Regions from separate parts of the Sus scrofa genome. Here region 1 is linked to region 2. The links are chromatin contacts, called in public HiChIP or PLAC-seq maps. All regions are on one chromosome and are shown on one strand. Each heading gives the region's core, a stretch centred on a gene start, on an enhancer-like site or on the middle of the called end of the contact. The rest is flanking DNA. Distances are from core to core; before and after follow the strand shown.

Region 1 (6,005 bases), core at 2,172-4,671, 99 kb after region 2:
ACCCCATTGGCTCTCCTAGGCTAATGTCAATAAAAGGGTCTCCCAAAGTAGATGAAAAAGGTCTCCCCTATTCTAATATAATAGTCAGAGAAGAGTCCTTGAAATTTAATCCTTACGATTCTAGTAGGAGAGAACAGATGGCAGACATTGCCAAAATAAAGTTATCTGTCTTGAATCCTGAAGAGGAATTAAATCGGTGGGACTCTCAAATGAAACAAGATGCCAGCAGGTTTGATGTGAGTTTCCCAAACAGCATAATTAAGAGAGACAGCCTTCGAAAGAGGTCTGTGCGTGACTTGGAACCTGGTGAGGTGCCTTCTGATTCTGATGAAGACGGTGAACACAAATCGCACTCACCCAGAGCCTCTGGATTGTATGAGAGTTCCCGGTTGTCTTTTTTATTGAGGGACAGAGAAGATAAACTACGTGAGAGAGATGAAAGACTCTCCAGTTCTTTAGAAAGGAACAAATTTTATTCCTTTGCATTGGATAAGACAATCACACCGGACACTAAGGCTTTGCTTGAAAGAGCTAAATCCCTCTCTTCCTCTCGAGAGGAAAACTGGTCTTTTCTCGATTGGGATTCCCGATTTGCTAATTTTCGGAACAACAAAGATAAAGAAAAGGTAGACTCTGCTCCAAGACCTATTCCATCCTGGTACATGAAAAAGAAGAAAATTCGGACTGATTCAGAAGGAAAAATGGATGATAAAAAAGATGACCATAAAGAAGAAGAACAGGAAAGACAAGAGTTATTTGCTTCCCGTTTTTTACACAGCTCAATCTTTGAACAAGATTCCAAGCGACTGCAGCATCTAGAAAGAAAAGATGAAGAATCCGACTTTGTTTCTGGCAGGTTGTACGGGAGGCAGACATCTGATGGAGTGAATAGCACGAGTGATTTCATTCAAGAGCCAGTAGTTCTTTTCCACAGCAGGTTTGTAGAACTCACACGAATGCAACAGAAAGAAAAAGAAAAAGACCAAAAACCCAAAGAGATGGAGAAGCAGGACGATACAGAGGATCATCCCAAGACCCCCGAATCTGCTTCTGAGAATAAAGAGTTGGAACCGAAAACTCTGTCTTCGATTGGACCTCCTAGTGTCACGGTTGTAGCTCCAGAGTCGGCATCATCATCACTGGAGAAGACAGCTGCTGAAAAAACAGGGGAAGTGCCCTCAGTGACAGAAGAGAAGACCACGGAGCCAGCCTCTGTCTCGGAAGAAGCAAAACCCGTCTCTGAACCTGCTCCCATCGCTGTGGAACAACAGCCTGAACAAGTGGACTCACCTCCAGGAGGGGACACCAGGAAAGATGTTGCTGAGACTCCTTTAGCTGTTGAGGAAAGTTCATCAGTTGATCAGCTGCCTTATCTGGATGCCAAGCCTCCAACTCCCGGGGCCTCATTTTCCCAGGTAGAGCTCAGTGTAGATCAAGAACCTGGCAAAACCCAAACACCTTCAAAACCGATTCAGAAGCCCGAGGAAGCCGATGAGCCAAAAGTGGAGAAGCCAGACTCAGCTGCTAATGTTGAACCTAGTGCAAATCCAACAGCCGAAGTTGTTCCTGAAGTTCTGCCTCCGGCTACTGAAGATGTAGAGGTTGATCCTCCAGTGGCTGCAAAAGATAAAAAACCGAACAAAAGTAAACGTTCCAAGACCCCCGTTCAGGCAGCTGCAGCAGGCATCGTGGAGAAGCCGGTCACAAGGAAGAGTGAGCGGATAGACCGCGAAAAGCTTAAGCGGTCCAGTTCTCCTCGGGGAGAGGCACAGAAGCTTTTAGAATTGAAGATGGAGGCAGAGAAGATTACCAGAACTGCCTCTAAAAACTCAGCCGCAGACCATGAACAACCTGAGCCAAGCTTGCCCCTCAGCCGAACCAGGCGCCGGAATGTAAGGAGTGTCTACGCAACCATGGGTGACCATGAGAGCCGCTCTCCAGTCAAGGAGCCTGTTGAGCAACCCCGAGTGACCAGGAAGAGACTGGAGCGGGAGCTTCAGGAGGCGGCAGCAGCTCCCACAACCCCTAGGAGGGGGAGGCCTCCGAAAACACGCCGTCGAGCTGACGAAGATGACGAGACTGAGGCAAAAGAACCAGTGGAGACAGTCAAACCAGCCGAGGGATGGCGATCTCCACGATCCCAAAAAGTAGCTGCTGGTGGCCAGCAAGGGAAAAAGGGGAAAAATGAACCGAAAGTTGATGCCGAACGTCCTGAGGCCACCAGTGAGGTGAGTCCCCAAGTAAATGTGAAAGAAAATAACACGAGATCCAAGGCTGATAAAGAAGAAGCAGGAAGTGAACAGAAACGTGACAGAAAAGAAGTAAGCACAGACAGAAATCCACCTGAAGCCCCCCCAGTTGAAATGGTGGAGAAGAAAACAGCCCCTGAGAAAAACTCCAAGTCAAAGAGAGGAAGATCTCGAAACTCTAGGTCAGCGGCGGACAAATCTGCAAATCTGAAAAATGTGGAAGCCACTGTAAGTCCCACTGTGGCGGCCAGCCCTGTGGGGCTGCCCGTGGAGAAGGAGGCTGGGGTTGTGGGAGTCTCCTCTGAGAAGAGCGAGAGCCCTCAGAAGGAGGGTAGTTCATCATCACTGTTGAGCAGGGAGCCTGCCGAGCCCAACAAGGAGCCAGAGAAGGAAGATGTGTCTGCCTCTAAGGCATCGCCGGAAGCCAATCAGTTAGCCAAGCAGATGGAGCTGGAGCAAGCAGTGGAGAACATTGAGAAGCTCACAGAGACCTCCACCCCCTCGGCTTTCAAGGCGGCAGCTGCAGATGCCTCAGAGGGCCTCTCTGCAGGGGACAGGGACAAGCCCGCACACCAAGCCAGCGAAACAGAGCTGGCTGCGGCCATCGGTTCCATCATCAATGACTTTTCTGGAGAACCAGAAAACTTCCCAGCACCGCCCCCTTACCCTGCAGAATCTCAGACAGCCCTGCAGCCTCCTGAGGAAGGACTGGAGCCTGAGATGCATGAGGCTGTGTCTGGCATCTTGGAGACTGAAGCTGCTACAGAATCTTCTAAGCCACCAGGCAGTGTGCCTGACTCCTCAGCAGGCCTAGCAGATGCCAAGGAAGCCAGAGGAAACAGTAGTGAAACCTCCCATCCAGTGCCAGAAGCCAAAGGATCAAAAGAAGCAGAAGTTACTCTTGCTCGGAAAGACAAAGGGCGCCAGAAGATAACTCGATCGCGTCGCAAAAGGAACGCAAACAAGAAAACAGGGGGCACTACAGAGAACCATGTCTCTGAACCTGACCAAGTTCAAAGCAAGAGCCCTGCAACAGATGAGGGAATAGTAATACAAGCCCCAGAAACTCCACAGGAGGAAAAGCAGAGTGACAAACCCCAGTCCACTCCCCCTGAGTCATGTGCTTCTGACCCAAGCAAGACTCCACCCCAGGAGACTTTGTCCCAAGAAAGCAGTGTTGAGGAAAAGACTCCAGCCAAAGCGACTGTGCTCCCAGACCTTCTCCCTCCCTCACAGCCAGCCCCCTCAGATGAGGAGCCTCAAGCCAGATTCAAGGTGCATTCCATCATAGAGAGTGACCCAGTGACCCCGCCCAGTGACTCAAGCATGCCCACACCCCCCATTCCTTCTGTCACTATAGCAAAACTCCCAGCCCCTGTCACTACTGCGGGGATCCCACACCAGAGCCCCCCAGCCAAGGTGACAGAGTGGATCACGAGGCAGGAGGAGCCTCGGGCACAGTCCACGCCGTCTCCGGCCCTTCCCCCAGACACAAAGGCCTCTGACATAGACACCAGCTCCAGTACACTGCGGAAGATCCTCATGGACCCGAAATACGTATCTGCCACGGGTGTCACTTCCACAAGTGTCACAACGGCCATTGCAGAGCCTGTCAGTGCCACCCCTTGCCTGCATGAGGCATTGCCCCCTCCAATTGAATCCAAAAAGCCTCTTTTAGAAGAAAAACCGGCAGCTCCAGTAACTAACACCACTGACACACAGGCCTCAGAGGTTCCAGTGGCCACAGACAAAGAAAAGGTGACTCCAGTCATTGCTCCCAAAATTACTTCTGTTATTAGCCGGATGCCTGTCAGCATTGATTTGGAAAATTCCCAAAAGATAACTCTGGCCAAACCAGCTCCTCAAACCCTGACTGGCCTGGTGAGCGCCCTGACTGGCCTGGTGAATGTCTCCTTGGTCCCAGTGAATGCTCTGACTGGCCCGGTGACCGCCCTGAAAGGCCCCGGGAAGGGCCCAGTGGCCACGCTGAAGGGCTTGGTGAACACTCCTGCTGGCCCCGTGAATGTCCTGAAGGGACCCGTAAACGTTCTCACAGGCCCTGTGAACGTTCTCACCACTCCAGTGAACGCCACCGTGGGCACAGTGAGCGCTGCCACCGGCGTGGTGAGTGCCACCCCAGGCACAGTGACAGTCACGGCAGGCGCCGTGACTGCTGCCTCTGGGGCTGTGACTGCCGCAACAACAGGTGCTGTGACTGTGGCAGGTGCAGTGATCGCACCTTCGGCAAAGTGCAAACAGAGATCCAGCTCTAATGACAACAGTCGGTTCCACCCAGGGTCTATGTCGGTGATTGACGACCGCCCGGCAGACGCGGCCTCTGGCACTGGGCTGCGCGTGAACACTTCAGAAGGGGTTGTACTCCTGAGCTATTCGGGGCAGAAGACGGAAGGCCCGCAGCGGATCAGCGCCAAGATTAGCCAGATCCCCCCAGCAAGTGCAATGGACATTGAGTTCCAACAGTCGGTGTCCAAATCCCAGGTCAAACCTGACTCCGTCCCGCCATCGCAGCCTCCACCCAAAGGCCCTCAGGCTCCTTCGGGCTACGCAAACGTGGCCACGCATTCGACCCTGGTACTGACTGCCCAGACGTATAATGCATCTCCCGTGATTTCATCTGTCAAGGCCGACCGGCCGTCCTTGGAGAAGCCTGAGCCCATCCACCTCTCTGTGTCCACACCTGTCACCCAGGGCGGCACAGTGAAGGTCCTCACCCAGGGCATAAACACACCCCCGGTGCTGGTGCACAACCAGCTGGTCCTCACCCCAAGCATAGTCACCACTAACAAAAAGCTCGCTGACCCTGTCACCCTCAAAATAGAGACCAAGGTCCTTCAACCGGCGAACCTGGGCTCCACTCTTACTCCCCACCACCCTCCTGCGCTGCCCAGCAAACTGCCTGCGGAAGTGAACCATGTCTCTTCGGGGCCCAGCACCCCGACAGATCGAACTGTCTCCCATTTAGCGGCCACAAAGCCAGATGCCCATTCCCCTCGACCTAGCGGGCCAGCTCCGACCCCGTTCCCCAGGGCGTGCCACCCCAGCAGCACCACGTCCACCGCGCTCTCCACCAACGCCACAGTCATGCTGGCTGCAGGCATCCCTGTGCCTCAGTTCATCTCTAGCATTCACCCAGAGCAGTCTGTCATCATGCCGCCCCACAGCATCACCCAGACTGTGTCCCTCGGCCACCTGTCGCAGGGCGAGGTGAGGATGAGCACGCCCACGTTGCCCAGCATCACCTACAGCATCCGGCCAGAGACGCTTCACTCTCCTCGGGCCCCCTGCAGCCCCAGCAGGTAGAGGTCCGGGCCCCGCAGCGTGCAGGCACCCCCCAGCCAGCCCCGGCCGGTGTGCCCGCCCTGGCCTCCCAGCACCCTCCTGAGGAAGAGGTGCATTATCATCTCCCTGTTGCTCGAGCTGCAGCCCCTGTGCAGTCGGAGGTGCTGGTCATGCAGTCCGAGTACCGACTGCACCCATACACCGTGCCGCGGGATGTGAGGATCATGGTGCATCCTCACGTGACGGCGGTCAGCGAGCAGCCCCGGGCAGCAGATGGGGTGGTGAAGGTGCCCCCAGCCAGCAAGGCCCCTCAGCAGCCAGTGAAAGATGCTGCCAAGACGGCAGATGCCAAAGCTGCCCCCGCCCCAGCCTCTCACGGTGAGGCCCGCATCCTCACAGTCACCCCCAGCAACCAGCTCCAGGGGCTGCCCCTGACCCCGCCCGTGGTGGTGACCC
Region 2 (5,339 bases), core at 2,812-5,311:
CTTTTTAGGGCTGTACCCTCTGCATATGGAGGTTCCCAGGCTAGGGGTACAATTGGAGCTACAGCTACCAGTCTACACCACAGCCACAGCAACGCCAGATCTGAGCCGCATCTGTGACCTACACCAGTTCACAGCAACGCCAGATCCTTAACCCACTGAGCAAGGCCAGGGAACGAACATGTGTCCTCTTGGATGCTAGTCAGATTTGTTAACCGCTGAGCCATGATGGGAACTCCAAAAAAAGATGTGCTTTTTGAGTTAAATGTAATAGCTAAAGGTGTGAAATAAGCACATGTTTTATAAATTTAAAAATTCTAGGGGCGTTCCCCTTGTGGCTAAGTATGCTAAGAACCCAACTAGTATCCATGAGGATTCGGGTTCAATCCCTGGCCTCGATTAGTGGATTAAGGACTTGGTGTTGCTGCAAGCTTCTGTGTAAGTCACAGATGCAGCTTGGATCTTGTGCTGCTGTGGCTGTGGCACAGGCTGGCAGCTGTGGCTCCCATTTGATTCCTAGCCTGGGAACTTCCATATGCCAAAGGTGCAGCCCTAAAAAGAAAATAATAACAATGACACATTTCAGGAGTTTCCTGATGGCTCACTGGGTTACAGATCTGGAGTTATTACTGTGGCAGTTCTGTTCACTGCTGTGGCGAAGGTTTGATCCCTGGCCCAGGCACTTCCACATGCCGAGTGTGGGGCAGGAAAAAAAAAATTAAAAAACCAAAAGATTTCATAAGCTCTCACCACCAAAAGAATGCACAGTATTGTGCTTTAAAGAATCTTGGGGAGTTCCCATTGTGGCGCAGTGGTGAACGAATCTGACTAGGAACCATGAGGTTTTGGGTTCGATCCCTGCCCCTGCTAATTGGGTTAAGGATCAGGTGTTGCAGTGAGCTGTGGTAGTAGGCTGCAGACGTGGCTCGGATCCCGCGTTGCTGTGGCTCTGGCGTAGGCCGGCAGCTACAGCTCCGATTAGACCCCTAGCCTGGGAACCTCCATATGCTGTGGGAGCGGCCCAAGAAATGGCAAAAAGACAAAAAAAAAAAAAAAAAAAGAATCTTGGGTATATTGAAGTTCCCATCGTGGCTCAGTGGAAACGAATCTGACTAGTACCCATGAGGATGCAGGTTAGATCCCTGGCCTAGCTCAGTGGGTTAGGGATCTGACATTGCCGTGAGATGGTGGTGAAGGTTGCAGACGTGGCTTGGAGTCGCTGTGGCTGTGGCATAGGCCAGCAGCTACAGCTCAGACTCGACCCCTAGCCTGGGAACCTCCATATGTCTTGGGTGTGGCCCTAAAAACGACAAAAAAAAAAAAAAAAAAAAAAAAAAAGAATCTTGGGTATAAAAAAATCAAAACTCCAAGCAGTGCTTTTAGCCATAATGCAACTGAAACAAAATTTGGAATCTAACAGCAGCTGCTCAGCTGTTTTTTCATCAGGAAGCCATCAAATCCTGATCTGTTCCCTCAACAACAAAGATATTTTTTGCACTTCCATCCTATCATTACAGCTTAACCCCATTACTGAAACAGATAGCCAACCACCTATAATTATATGTAGTAAATTAAAACAAACAAACAAAACCTACTATAGCTGTGGTACCATAGTCTTGAGCCAGAAAAGTCTGGCTAGGTTATGAACTCATGCTACTGTGAAAAAAATAACAAACGTAAAAAAAATTAAACAAAAATACCTTGCAAAAAAAAGCAAGCCTAGGAGGCAAACTTAACATCACTCTTGAATTTCCTGGCTTTGTTGATTCGAGTCGCCAAGTTTAGATTAAAATGCCAAGATTCACATTTAAATATTTGTTGAAATCAGGAAAACAATAGCTCTTTCAGGATTTGAAATGACACTGGAAGACACATAATATTTTATTGAGTCAATTCATTATTTACATCCTCATAAGGGATTTTTAAAAAGAAGTCAAATGGAAGACGTTCTCAATAGGCAGAAATAACATATTCCAATCTATTGTTCCAGTTTATAGCTCAGATATAAATAATGGGCTATAAAACCTGATCTGAAAATAGTTGCGCAGTGCGTGCTTCACAGCCAGCCAATGAAACGCAATGTCTGGCTTCTCCTACGGGCTGACAGCACTTCAAAGTCTTTTTTTTTTTTTTAAAGCGACCGACCTCTCGGTCACACACTGGCGTTGAGCACCATTGTTGGGTCTCCCAGCTCTGCATTTTAACTTCTATTTGCAGAACGCCACTGTGGCTCAAGGCATAGCATGCCACCGGCTTTACTACTGCAGAAAGCGCCTTCACTCTCAGGGTGAAATTATAGCTTCCCTCTCCTGAGGTCTGAGCACTGCCTCGTAAATTCAATCCCTTTCACACTGCAAGGGGGGGCGGGGAGAAGTCCCATTTTTAAAATTTTCTTGGCTGCGCCCCCGTGGCATTGTGGAACTTCCCCTGCAACCTACACCACATCAGCCCCCCAAGCCAGCGGCAACCCTGGATCCTTAAGCCACCACGCACCACACCGGGGAATCTCCCCGAAAAGTCCCACTTTTGAAGGGCTTAGAAGGCAGAAAGGATTTGAGACTCCGTGCACGCCTCTCGGTGCTTTTCCGAGGTTCACACGCCGCGTGCACCCAGCGCGTGTCCGGGGCGGGTCGCGGCAGAGCCCAAGCCCAAAGGCAAAGAACAAAGGGGACGCGCCCGCCTTCGCTCCTTGGGCAGCCTGCGCGTCGGCCCGGCCCCGCCCCTCCCCGCCGGCAGCGCGCCCCTCCCCCATCACCCTGCCCCCCGCGGCCACACGAAATGGCGGCCGCGCCACAAAATGGCAGCCGAGCTGATCCCCCCCAGTTAGAGCTGGAGGAGAAATAAAAGGCGCCCGCCGCAGGCCCCTCCCCTCTAGCGCAGCAATACCAGCCCCAGCTCCCTTCTGACGACACCTGGGAGCCCAGAGCACTGGGGCGCCTCCGTGGCCGCGTGGAGACACCCTGGCCTTCCCACGCCGCCCCGCCCGACAACCCTAGAGCCCAAACAGCCGGGCGCCTTTGTGCCTGCGCTGGCTCTACGCTTCCAAAGGGCCCCTTCTGCTGGAGACTCTCAAAGAGCTTGCAAGCTGCAAAACACTGAGCCCCACACACCCTGCCAGGAGACCCTTGCCCGCCCACGATGCCCCCTTGGCCCCTCGCAGGCAGGGAGCGCCTGTTCCTTAGGGTCTCCCCTGCTCAAAGCTCTAGCTCCAGGTCGCCGAAGTCAATACAGGCAAGGGGGGGGGGCGCTCAAAGAGGCCCCCAAGTAATGGTAAATTATGGAAGGGAGGCCAAAGCCCCACGCGTCCTTCGGTGGCCACGTCGAATCCCAACACGCTGAGCCCACACTCGAGAGCGCAGCGAAGAGCCATGGTGGCCCAAGAGTGCAAGGGCAGCTCCAAAGCAAGGATGTCAGCTTCCACTCCACAAACATCCAGTGAGCATTTTTTATGCATTTCACCTTTCTCCCCTGCCCTCCCCCTGCAATGCCCGGGCTCAGGGCAGAGGAAGGAGCAGCTGCTGCAGTCCTCATGCTTTTCCACCCTGGCGTGAAGGTCTTGTGGGCTTGGGCTTTGCTGTGGTTGTGGCTTGATGGATGGAAGCAAGGCAGCGACGGTGTACTTCAGATTTTTTAAATTTTCCTCTCCCAAACGCTCCCTTTTCTGCGCTCCCCATCCCCCAGGTTCCCTTGGGCTCCGTCTTTCCAGAAACTTCTCAGGGAAACTCGCGAAAATGCCGCAGGGTAGGACACCGGTCCCCTTCCGGCGCATGCGCGGAGCACTAGGCGGCAAGCTCAGCGCGAGCGCGTGTGCGAGTGTGAGAGTGGTGCGTGTGCGCGCGCGTTCGCCGTGTGATGGGCGGGGCGGTTCTCTCACAATGAAGGGAAAAGTTTTTCTCCCCTCCCCCAACGTTCCATCGTTGCGCAAGCGCGTTAGGTCAACTCCCCCGCCTTTGGGAGAAGACTGGGGAGTCGCTGCTCCGCGCGCCTGTGCACCGGCTTGTCTGTGCCGGGCTCTTTTTCCGCGTGGCCAGCGGTAATATGTTTGATGTGAAGTGAGTCTGAACACCTCGGTTGTTCCCTACTCACTGTATTCTCTGCTCCCACTTGCGGAACTAACCTTTTGAGGGGTTATTAATTACCTCCAGCGGGTTTTCTGGAGAGTGGCCTTCCCTTTGTTTCTTAAGAGCTGAGGCTGAGCTGTGTCTCTTGGCCCCTTTCCACCCCTGCCTGCGCCATGTTTAGAATGAATCCTCACTCGAGTTGGTGACTGGAGTGTGTTTGGACCCTTCTCCAAACATCCTTGGCCGAGGGACTGCGTGATGGCCCAGCTGGCTTCCGAGCAGACTGCAGTTCTTGCTCACTAAGCCAAAATAAAGGTGTTCATTTTTTGGAACGCTGCCCTTGGTCCTGACACCAGCCTCTGCTCGGGCTGGCGGGGCTGGCAGCTGGGTCGGTGCGTGGATACAGACAAAGGGCCTTGGCGTACCGCTCGGTCTCCATTTGCAGAATTGAGCTTGGAGCGTGGTAACCATAGTAACCGCCTTTACTCTTAAGGTGCCTATTGTTTTGTTTTCCTTTCCTCTTCCTTTAGGACTGCCCTGGAAATTACTGCCAGGGTTGTGGGCTTTTGAAAAAACTAATCCCCGCCTCCCAACCAGGCTCTTTACCTTACCATGTAATCCACTTCCATCCAACCCCGTTTTGAAATCCAGCGGGTTAAATAAGGTCCCCTGGCTCATGGAAGCTTGCTACTACTTGTCCGGTCTTCCTTTCCTTGCCACTCTTCTTTTTGAAGTAACTTCGTTTCCCTGATGGAGTAATTGCCTTCCTATATTCGGTACCGCGGTATAATGTACCTTCGGAGCCTCAGAGATGTAAGGTTTTAAAAGAGGGAGCTTGCTCGCAAAGAGGGCAATTTGGGGGCTGTAAAGACTGATGTGGCAGTTGTTATTTGGCATTTTATGGTCTCAGCACCTGCTAACTCCCCGCAGGTGCTAGTGAGCCATTGACCACGCCCGAGTCCGAGGTCAGTCTAGGTCATCGCTCTGGGCGGAGCCACCCGATGGGTCCTAAAGAAGGGAGATCTTTCTTTCCTGGTGAGAATTTTGAGTTAGTGCCAGATTCCTAAGAACTCTTAGCTATGTTGAGGCTGTTGAAGTACTAGCAAGCAATTAGAGTAATAGCAAGAGTTCTACCTCTGCTAACAAGGCTGTTCTGTTATTTGAGGGTTGGAAACGACCAGATCAGCAGTCCCTTGAATTTTCAGAATATCTATCAGAGATTCTGCCTTAAAAAATTATGGTTAATGAGAGTCTTTAAAACAAATTTCCTACAGTAAGGAT

Evidence for each region. HiChIP or PLAC-seq counts read pairs in DNA pulled down with a chosen protein or histone mark.
Region 1: a contact with region 2 is called in an H3K27ac HiChIP or PLAC-seq map of alveolar macrophages. The contact joins the enhancer-like site here to the promoter of LOC110261101 in region 2. A contact is called at or near these places in 2 of 5 promoter capture datasets (fetal liver and liver), 6 of 47 Hi-C or Micro-C datasets (embryonic fibroblasts, fetal heart ventricle, liver and 1 more) and 2 of 2 datasets of contacts at active chromatin or transcription factors (alveolar macrophages and skeletal muscle).

What each region holds. Positions count from the first base shown.
Region 1 is chr6:75,097,905-75,103,909 of Sscrofa11.1, forward strand. It overlaps SPEN (msx2-interacting protein), which reads left to right. Exons shown (of 16, transcript XM_021095393.1): 11 at 1-5,544; 12 at 5,547-6,005. Among named protein-coding and RNA genes, the nearest start is that of ZBTB17, 43 kb to the right of the region's middle. Within about 2 kb of position 3,422, at least 7 of the 83 cell types and tissues checked have an H3K27ac peak or open chromatin away from gene starts, as enhancers often do. A contact at or near this core is called in alveolar macrophages, where this site is marked.
Region 2 is chr6:74,998,359-75,003,697 of Sscrofa11.1, forward strand. It overlaps LOC110261101, which reads right to left and starts at 4,062. Exons shown (of 1, transcript XM_021095392.1): 1 at 1,855-4,062. The coding sequence starts at 3,766. The coding sequence ends at 3,200.